3 separate regions of the Gossypium hirsutum genome follow, and all the other regions are linked to region 1. A link is a contact called in public Hi-C data. All regions are on one chromosome and are shown on one strand. The core of a region is the stretch at or near the end of the contact, and the rest is flanking DNA. Distances in the headings are between cores, read along the strand shown.

Evidence for each region. A called contact is a pair of places that touch in the nucleus more often than the background predicts.
Region 2: a Hi-C map of leaf shows a contact between it and region 1, with 2.5 times the contacts expected there. The contact joins the enhancer-like site here to the promoter of LOC107922409 in region 1. A contact is called at or near these places in 2 of 34 Hi-C or Micro-C datasets (both in leaf).
Region 3: a contact with region 1 is called in a Hi-C map of leaf, with 2.7 times the contacts expected there. The contact joins the enhancer-like site here to the promoter of LOC107922409 in region 1. A contact is called at or near these places in 2 of 34 Hi-C or Micro-C datasets (both in leaf).

Annotation. Positions count from the first base shown.
Region 1 is chrD01:51,310,668-51,314,070 of Gossypium_hirsutum_v2.1, reverse strand. It overlaps LOC107922409 (copper methylamine oxidase), which reads right to left and starts at 1,484. Exons shown (of 12, transcript XM_016852438.2): 1 at 1,030-1,484; 2 at 433-542; 3 at 8-313. The coding sequence starts at 1,231.
Region 2 is chrD01:51,952,417-51,955,592 of Gossypium_hirsutum_v2.1, reverse strand. No RefSeq gene overlaps it. Among protein-coding and RNA genes, the nearest start is that of LOC107921263, 8.8 kb to the left of the region's middle. Within about 2 kb of position 1,667, at least 3 of the 9 cell types and tissues checked have an H3K27ac peak or open chromatin away from gene starts, as enhancers often do. A contact at or near this core is called in leaf, where this site is marked.
Region 3 is chrD01:52,041,832-52,045,024 of Gossypium_hirsutum_v2.1, reverse strand. No RefSeq gene overlaps it. Among protein-coding and RNA genes, the nearest start is that of LOC107922586, 13 kb to the right of the region's middle. Within about 2 kb of position 1,779, at least 9 of the 9 cell types and tissues checked have an H3K27ac peak or open chromatin away from gene starts, as enhancers often do. A contact at or near this core is called in leaf, where this site is marked.

The sequences.
Region 1 (3,403 bases), core at 235-2,734:
TATTTACCATGGGAGGCTGGACATTTGGAACAACTTTAGACGAAATGACTTTGCCCCTATGGTGGCCTCCTCGAGTTGCAGCATGAACTTCTGACAATTCAACTATCCATATACTAGTCTCATTGGACCTTTTGTTGTAAACCACAAGTCTTGCTTTCCGTGGAGGAAGTTTACTAGGAATCACAGGTCCACCCTTTGTCCTAGGGAGTAATGAAGGCTGGAAAGGAGGAAAGAAATATGCATCTGCCAATGCAACAACATGCTTATCTGGTTCCACCAAAACCACCTCAATAAAGCGCATGCTATCTCTCACCTAAAGAAAGGGAAAAAATCATTTCTTTCATAGAAAATCAACATCAAACAATTTCTCCCTAAAATGATAGCATCAAGATTGAAGCAGGAAAACAAGTAAAAATATCCCTTTGTTTTTACCTCTGGGGTTGCTCCAGCTGCCCTTACAGTTGCCACCGCCACCGAGATTTCAGCAGCAGATAATGGATCCAGAGGATGGCTGGTCTGAGCCCTTGGCATGATTGAAATTCCTATGCAAACAAAATCACCAGTTTGTACATGAAATATATAATCAGATTATGGCCAGCCAATAGGATTGACAGAGAATCATTTAGATTATTTGATATTACATAAATAAATGAAGCAAGTCAAAAGCGTCTTCTTATCAATGCAAATCTGACATCAAGGAAATATAATAAGAAAAATCTTATCTATATAAAGAAGAAAAATGTTTAATTGCAAATAAAATGTTGTGAAGTGAAAGAAGGGGAAAAATCTTATGACAAGCAAGATTCTCATTTGATACCAAAAAGATTAAGACCTTTCTTTCTTAGACTTCAATTCAATTACACAGCTTTCTGAAACAAAGCCTCCCAGTTCTTACTAACTATTTAAAACAACTAAGAGCGATAAGGGAAAATAAGAAAGAAAATATATTGTAAATTTGTGTTGAATTATAAATAAAACTTAAAAGGAGAATTATCCAAGAAAAGTGTTTTAATTGAAGTTAAAAAAAACCTTTGCTGGTAGTAGTCTTAGTAGCAGGAGGATCGGCGATGGTCTCAGCAGGTCGGATCAGGGCTGCCATGGAAGCTGCCTTGGGGATGGGATCCTCGGAGGGAGCAGCAAGACTCCAGTTCTGCAAAACCTGAGCAGAGGATGAAGAAGAAGGAGAAGGGGTGTTGTTCTTGTGCGTCGCTTTTTCCTGAGTTGAGGCCATTGCAAAGGGTTAGCAACCTCACAGTATCCACCGTAGAAATTGTCACTGAAGTATTCTAGTGACATACAGCAAGTACTATGTCTCTGGTCTGGATTCTCAGTTTCTAACCTTCACTTCAAAATTAGGAAGCCAAATGGAAGAACAGAAAGTTTAAGACAAAAGGAGGAAATTGATTGGTTTTAAGACAAAGACAAGGGAGAAGTGGGCTTAGATGGGATTTCGATTGGCTTCACACTGCAATATGCCCATCACTTTTTATTACAGTACAATACAAAGTTGAAATACACGACAGCAGTCCTTGGTGGAAGTTGGTAGGATGTGGTGTGGGAAACACGAATTATTATTAATTAAAATATTAAAAAAATTGTATACTATAATAATGGGTACAATTTAAATAATAAATGCGATTAGCATGACTCAAACTCATGTCACACTTAAATAATTAATGAAATTATTATTAATATAATAAGATGGGACATAAATAGAAAAGCTATTTTAACACTATTAATTTACTATATAACATAACTATTAGTTAGGGTATAATATAAAAAAAATCTAATATATGATTTGATACTTAAATTTGACATTTCTTTCTAATGTAGTATGGATGTTAATCTGATATCTGTGTTTGACAAATGTTACATATTTTAATACCTAGAGGCAATAGTGTTAATTTTTTAATGTTTAATTTGAGTTTTAAGGTTGATTTAATGAAACTTAATTGCTAATATTATTAGCTAATTACAAATTTTCATCAAATTAACTCTAAAACTTGAATTAAACACTAAATATTTAACATTATTATCTTCCGATACTAACATATATAACTTTTATCAAATATAGGTAGGACACTGGACCAAAAACAACACATGTACTGCATAAAAAAATATCAAACTCATATACCAAATTATGCACTAACCTATAAAAAATTAATACAAATTTAACACAAATATACCAAAACATAATTGAAATAACTTATAAATTTTCAAATTTATATGAATATATAATATATTATACAATTATTGTCGAAACCGTTTTTTGAAAACAAAAATTTTAGTTGTCGACTTTAAAAACGAAAATGGGAGTCGCCACCGATCCTTGATTAAGGTGTGATCGGCTCACCTTAAAAATGATTTTGGTCTACGAAATTTGAGAAAATGAGTTCGGGAGTCAGTTACGCACAAGGAAGGATTAGCACCCTCGTGACGCCCAAAATCGGTACCAAATTGATTATTTAATGCCTTGGTGTCGAAAATTTGAAAAAAAAATTTAAAATAAGCTTGAATGATGAAATTTGCAAAAGGATAACCAATTATTCAAGTCATGTAAAGAAATCGAGTCCCAATACGTTAGGGTACAATTTCTCATAATCCCCGAACTTTGAATATCACTCTTATTTTATGCGAAAATCTTCATTTTGATAAAGTAACAGGCCACACCCAATACGTTAGGGCACGACAAGTTAAGTTCCCAAAAATGATTTTTATGCTCATGCATTTTGAATAAAGAATATTCTCGGTCATTTAAGATTGACAAAGAAAATCAGAACCCAATACGTTAGGGCTCAATTTCTCTCGAAAATCCCAAACTTCCAATAATGCTTTTATTCAAAAAAAAACCTTTAAATCAAGAAAATAACTTTGATGAATGGTTAAAACCAAAATATATTTTCAAAAGGGTATGTTAAAAAGTTAATATACAATATGATACAGATACTTTAATTTTAAATATATGTATATATGTATTTTCAAAATATAAGTATAAGACATAAATAAATTTTGAAAACGTGTATAAGCATATATTAAAACAGGTATATATAAGTATACGTATATAAAATAAAAATAAATAAATGAAATATATAAAACAAAACAAAAACCTATTATAATTCCTAAGAAAATATGCATGTATATATATGTATGCGAAATTTATGAAAATAAGATAAAAATATAAAAATATGTACATGTGTATATTTTTACAAAAAAAAAGTATATATAAAAAAGTAAAAAACAAAAATAAAACATATGTATAAAATATATGCATGTATTTATAAAAGCTTAAAAATATATATATACCTATATATATAAAAAATGCCCATATGTATATTATATATAAAAAAAACTATGCGTATAAATATATATATGTATAGAAAATATGATAATAATCAATAATAAT
Region 2 (3,176 bases), core at 418-2,917, 640 kb before region 1:
TTTGAGTATCGGACTTTTTGTTTTTTTGCTAGGATTTATTAAGGGTGAAGTGTATAAAATGGTGGTAATAAAAATATTAATGAATTTTTTTATGTTAAAAAGTGGACAAAAAAGTGTTATGCTCTAAAAGTGAAGCTACTGAACAAGAAATTGTATGATGGTATGCAATTGTTAAACATTTGGTAAACAAGATAGTAACGTTATGTTAAGCCTTAACTAACAGGAAAAGCGAAAGCCTTTAATGAAAATATAAGCATGTTGTGATACTCAGTAACATTATGTTGAGCCTTAACGAACCGATGATGTTGTTTCATCGAACTCTTTTTTTTTTAGTGTTTCTGGGGAACGGGGCTACCTGGTAACGCCACATTCATTGGAGCCTCCCCCTCCCCCTTATTCATGCATGCAACCTAGAAAATAGTAAAATAAAAGAAGGAAAACCAAGGGTTTACCTTCGATTAGATGAAAAGGCCATGCCGTTTTTTTTATTTTCTTTTTAGGGTTTTTCTCTTTTTTAAACTTTGACTGACATTGATCTTTTATATTGTTCTTTTAATCTGTATTATTTTAATCATGTTTTTGATTCATTTGTAAACTTGTGTTTTGACCCTAAAAATCATTTCAAAACGTGTTGTTTTCATTTTGAATCACTTTTACTGCAAGTATTATTTGCTGTACTGTTGATTCTGATTGGCTGAGAGAGGTTTGCCATTCCTCACAGCACAAAATTTTTAGGGTTCTAGACTCTAACTGCAATCTTGAAATAGAAATGGACTTTTGGGAATTTCCAAAAATGGACTCAAAACAGATTTAATCATATTAAAATTGAAACAAATCTGGGTTTGAATTTAATTTGAAAATAAATTTGGGTTTTAAAAGATTGTTTTAAACCAAATTAGACTGGGCTTTGAGAAACAAATTAATTTGGACTTTGAGAAGAAAAATAGACTGTGCTTTTGAAAATTATTTAAATTGGCATTTTCCCAAAATTATGCCTAATAAAGTATTTTGAAAATCAGAAATGATTTTATTAATTATATTTTTTAACATTACAAATTTTAACAAAAAAAATGCTATTATTTTTTTTCAAAAAAAGCCAACATAAGTAGATATTCAAATATTCACCTACTTCATGCCAAAATTTCAAAACTTAAATTAAATTAAACTAAAAAGAATTTAAAATTGATTTCAGTTTAATTGAAACCATACATAAACATTCTATCTTAATTTAGCTTTTAATCTAATTCCAAATTTAACATTAAATTGATAACAGTTTAATTTAAAATTGAAATAATCACCCTATAGTTCCTCAACCATTTTAAAATTCAAATCCAGATAATGAGGTCGGGTCGGGGCAAAATTTGATATCTACAGAACTCGAATGGAAATGGATTGATGGTGATGCTTTTCCACTCTCCGCTGTCGATGGCTATTCGACTTCGGTAGGAGGAGTCTCTAGTGGAAGCTTTTAATGATAATTTTTCGGAAGTGGAGACTTGTAGTAAAGAGGCAGGGGAATGTTAGTACAATGGTTGGATATTGGTTTTGACGATATAGCAGGTTCTAATCCTTTAATTCGCAAAGGGGATACTTTGATAATGTTAATGGGGCATTGAAAAATTGAATTTGGGGTTGGATTGGTATGGGATGGGGCCATGGGCTTTCATGATGGAGGGGTTCGTGATTCTGTTTCTTTACAAGCATTGGATGATATAAGGAATACGGGTTTGGCTTTGGATGGCCAAATGAAAAATGGGAAGGCTCATTTTGGTGTAGTTGATTCTAGTCTTAGATGAAACCTTTTTCAGTTGCTAATGGGGTTAGTGATAATCATGTGATTGTGGAGAATCATAGAATTAAAACAAGAAAATTTAAATCCCTTTTTGAAATAGAAGAAAGGAGGAATGCTGAACTTGATATTAGATAATAAAAAAAAAAACAAAAAGGGAAGGAGATAGAAGATAAATTTCCAAAGCCTAATTCTTCTAGGGAAGATTGCAAACGGCTCGCTCTCTAACTCAGTTTTCCATAACTGCAAAAAGATTTTGTGGAGAGAAACTTCTGAGGGAGTTTGGGAAAAAAATGGGTTTGAGGGTAGGGATGGATCCATATAATTTTATTTTAAGGGGTGAAATTTTTAAATTCGAACGACTTTTTTTTTAATGTAAAATGTATCAATTAAAATTTTTTTATCAAACAAATTAATTTAATGTTTTTCAAAAGGTATGAACAATTTAATTGTAAAAAATAAAAGACACTATATAAAATTAAATATTTATTTTCAATTTACAAAAAAAAAACTAATACTTGGCATTAGTTCTAGGCATCCTAAATTGCACCATTCGTTTTTTCATAAGATTGAACTCATCAATAATAGAATCTGTTGAAAATTCTCGAGCTATCTTTTTTTAATGTATGCCACCAAGTAAGTTGAAAAAAATCATCCCCCATTCTGTTGCGAAGTCTTATATTCACAATTTTCATGGCTGAAAATGCTCGTTTAATCATTGCAGTAGACACAAGAAGAGTTAGCACAACATGAATAATTCTATCAAGAAGAGGATAAATTCTTGATTTATTTGTCTTAGCTAGCACTTGACACAACTCAGCAACTGTAGAAGCTTTCTGCAACTTTGTGCTTTGATGAGCATCAAGTTGAAAAAGTTCCAATTGACTCTTCATGTGTAGTTTTTCTTGCTCGTAAAATTGTCCAGATAAAAATCATTCATAAGCTTGCAAATATCTTCCACACAAAAAGCTTTGTAATTATCGCGTGGACCCAAAGCAAAGCTAATAACAAGTAACTCAACTACCTCATCATTAAAGCGAGAATTCATTTCTGTTAACAATGAATCGATACCAGTAATGAATATATCAAACCGATATTGATGCTCAATTGTTAGGTTATCTACCGACCTCAACCAGCTTTACAAGAAACACTTTATTTGGGGACTTCTATCTCATTATCTTTACAAAATAAGTTCACTTTCTCAAACAAAGGATCTCACCCATGTTTTCTGAGTTTCTGGAGAAACGTTTTAGTTGATGACACCAGTTACATCGTGTTTAGTATATCCTGCGATTTATACTACAATGCTTGACAGAGATCATCGGTTATTCCAAGCATGTCTATCATTAAATACAAGATGAGAACAAATTCAACGGATGTCATTGCA
Region 3 (3,193 bases), core at 530-3,029, 730 kb before region 1:
CGAAGTCTTTTAACCGTCTGTAGTCTCCCTGAACCACGGACGTTCCAGCTTATTATTTTCATTGTGTCCGGTCGGCTTGCCTCTTGGCAGCCGCCGATGATAAAAGGTTGAATTCCACCTTTTTCCTATTTGTTGTACTTGTATTATCCCTTTCTGCATTGCTGAAAAGATCTTCCATCTCCCCCTGTTTTGTTTTTCCTTCCTCCCCTTCTAAGGTCTCATTTTCTAAATCATGTTCCATTGCCATATTTATCTGACTCAAACCAAATTTGCTTTCTCGCCATTCTATAGACGGCACCCCTCCTTCAATACTAAACCCCAGAATTGGGTCAATAATCTTTCCCCCTCATTCATTTGAACTTTCATCCCTATGTCTTGATTCTCCAGATCGATTCTCCCCCCATCTTCCCTTCCCTTTTCCTTCTTCCTCTTCTCGTAGCCATATACTATTCATTGAAAGGGCTCTTCGAGATTGCACTCACAATGATAAATCCCAGCCCAATTCTTCTGTATCTGCCCTTGTCATCATTTTTATCTCATAGAATGAATCATTATGCCCCAATCTTCCGCAGTAGAAACAAAAAAGCGATAACCGTTCATACTTAAACTTGACATATGACCTAACCACATTGCACAAATCTTGCTTCTTCCTTTTCAGAGGCTTCCTAACATCAATCTGTACTCTTACCCTCATATAATTACGATTTTCCTTTCCTAGATTTGAAGTATCATATTCTAGGAAAACACCTAAAAAATTACCCAGTTGGATTGCTAGCTTTTTAGAGAATAATCCAATTGGGACATCATGGATTAGAACCCAGAAAGGAGTAAATATTAGCGGCACTTTTAATGGATCTTCGCCTCTCCCCAACTTATTCAATGATGGCAAGTGGTTATTAAAAGTCCATGGTAGACCTTTTAGAACCCTTTCCATATCCATATTATGATCATAATTGGAACAAATACCTTTTTTCACCAGATCTCTAATTTGGACCCCATAAACAGGGTGCCACAGATTTGCCATAGTGCTTTTCATGGTGGAAAATGAATAACACTTGCTGTTAAGAAACATCCCACAAGCTGGAACTCCCCCACTCCACTTTGATTACCCGGATCTGCCTGAATCTGCAATATTTCTTCTTCTTCCTCATTAATCGATAATTGTGCTAATTCATTCTCCATGGCTACAGGTTGATAAACATAATAACACAAACACCCCTTTTTCAGATTTCAGGAAAAAAGATCAGAAGCAAAGAAGGCAATTGGTAAAACATAACACAAACGATTAAAGAAAAACAAAAACGTGCCAGCGGCGGCAGACCTAAACGTGCTAGGGGAGTAGACTCTTTATTTATTTTTATTAAAATAATTATATTTATTCTATTTCAAATTAGAAAATTTTACACATAAGAATGTGTAAAAATTACACATTTAAAACACAATTGATGGACATAATAAAATGTGCATAAAAGCAATCAAAATAAAACTTTGGTCAAGTGGTGAATTTAAGTTTTTACTAATACAATTAACTTAGGTTCAAATTGTATCATATGTATATTTTTATTGGGCTTGTAAAATAAAAAGATAAGTATCATCGAGTAAGATAACTTATTTTAAATATGAAAGGACATCAAATTAATTTTTTATTATACATCTTTTATGGTTTTTATTATTATTTTCAATTAGATCAAAATACATATTAAATCATTGATTCTAATTTTGACTTGGGCTATTCAAATGAACCTTTTGACTTGGTCTACCGCTTAGATACCCAATATTCTGGTTTCTAGTTTTGTCTCCCGAGATTAATAGCCCAACATGTAACCCTTGTAGGTGGTTTCATATAAACAAGATGACAAATTTTAAATTTTAAATTTTAGCAACTTTAGAATTTTGGGAAATCTGGCCTTTACCGAACCTTGCCCAAATTTGAGGACTGAAACTCTGAAGAAGGATCCACACATAGGGCAACATCGAAAGTCATCTCATTACCTTTTTGTTAATTGGATAACATGACATGTAAAATCATCTATGACTCAAAATTATGTTGCCCAAGTGGATTGGACGACAGACACACTTAGTTGGTTCTTCATCCACTACCTATTTGAAAAGTCTTCAACTCATAATTTCTCTTTCAAGTTCTAAGCTTAACAATAAAATCTCAAATCTAATTTGGACAACCATGAAAGTCATTAAATAACGATATTAGGAAGAACTTCAATAGAAATTTATAATGATTTTTTTTGTATGTATCAAAATTAAACAAATACTATAAAAACAGGTTATGTCTAACATTATTTATGGAAATAGGTTAAGATGAAGATTGGAGAGGGCTTGTGGCAGTTCGCATAGTAGATATGCGGAAAGTTTTTAGAGGGGTTTTAATGATAAAGACAAAGATGTCTAGAGAATTGAGGGGTCTTTTTTTGAAGTCTTCTCTTTGATGATATAACACGCTTTATATGCTTCTTACGATGGTGTCGGTTCATGGGTTTCGAAAGTTGTGTCATTACAAATTTTTGCATGTGTATTGGGATGTAATGAATGGATGTGTGTCACTTTCTACATATTTCCTGTTATGTATTGTCTTTTATCTGTTAGAAAAGTGTTTAGAAAACATATAAGAGTTGACGTAGCAGAATTTTTTAAAAGAAATTGAAAATGATTTTTATGGCGATATCTAAAGTAATAAATTTGATAAAAATTAGTACATGTGTTTCACGGCTCAGGATGTATATCCAAATTACGAAAGGTTATAGGAAAGTGTTTAAATTTTTTGATTAACTCAAACAAAATTCAAAATTTTCAAGTTTTCAACTGAATAATCTTTTCTATTATTCTCAAACTCTTAGATGCTTAGGAAGTTGACACTAACTCAAGGAGCTTTACACAAGAAAAAATTTGAAACTTCAAAAGAGGGAGAAGTCAAAATCTCTATGTATCCTGAAATAGAAATTTTAACTTCTAGACACAAATTACAATCATTAGATATTACAATTATAATTCTCACAAAGTTAAAATTCAAACTCAATAAAATAAAATTTATTTGAGTATAAAAAAATTTACTTAAATATACTTTCAATAACCTTTTACAGAGTTTTCCCTAAGAAAATGATGCATATGAATTTTGGCTAGGTATTTCTAAAGGGATATACACAAGAGTTCAATTCCCATTCAGAGTTCTTACTTAATT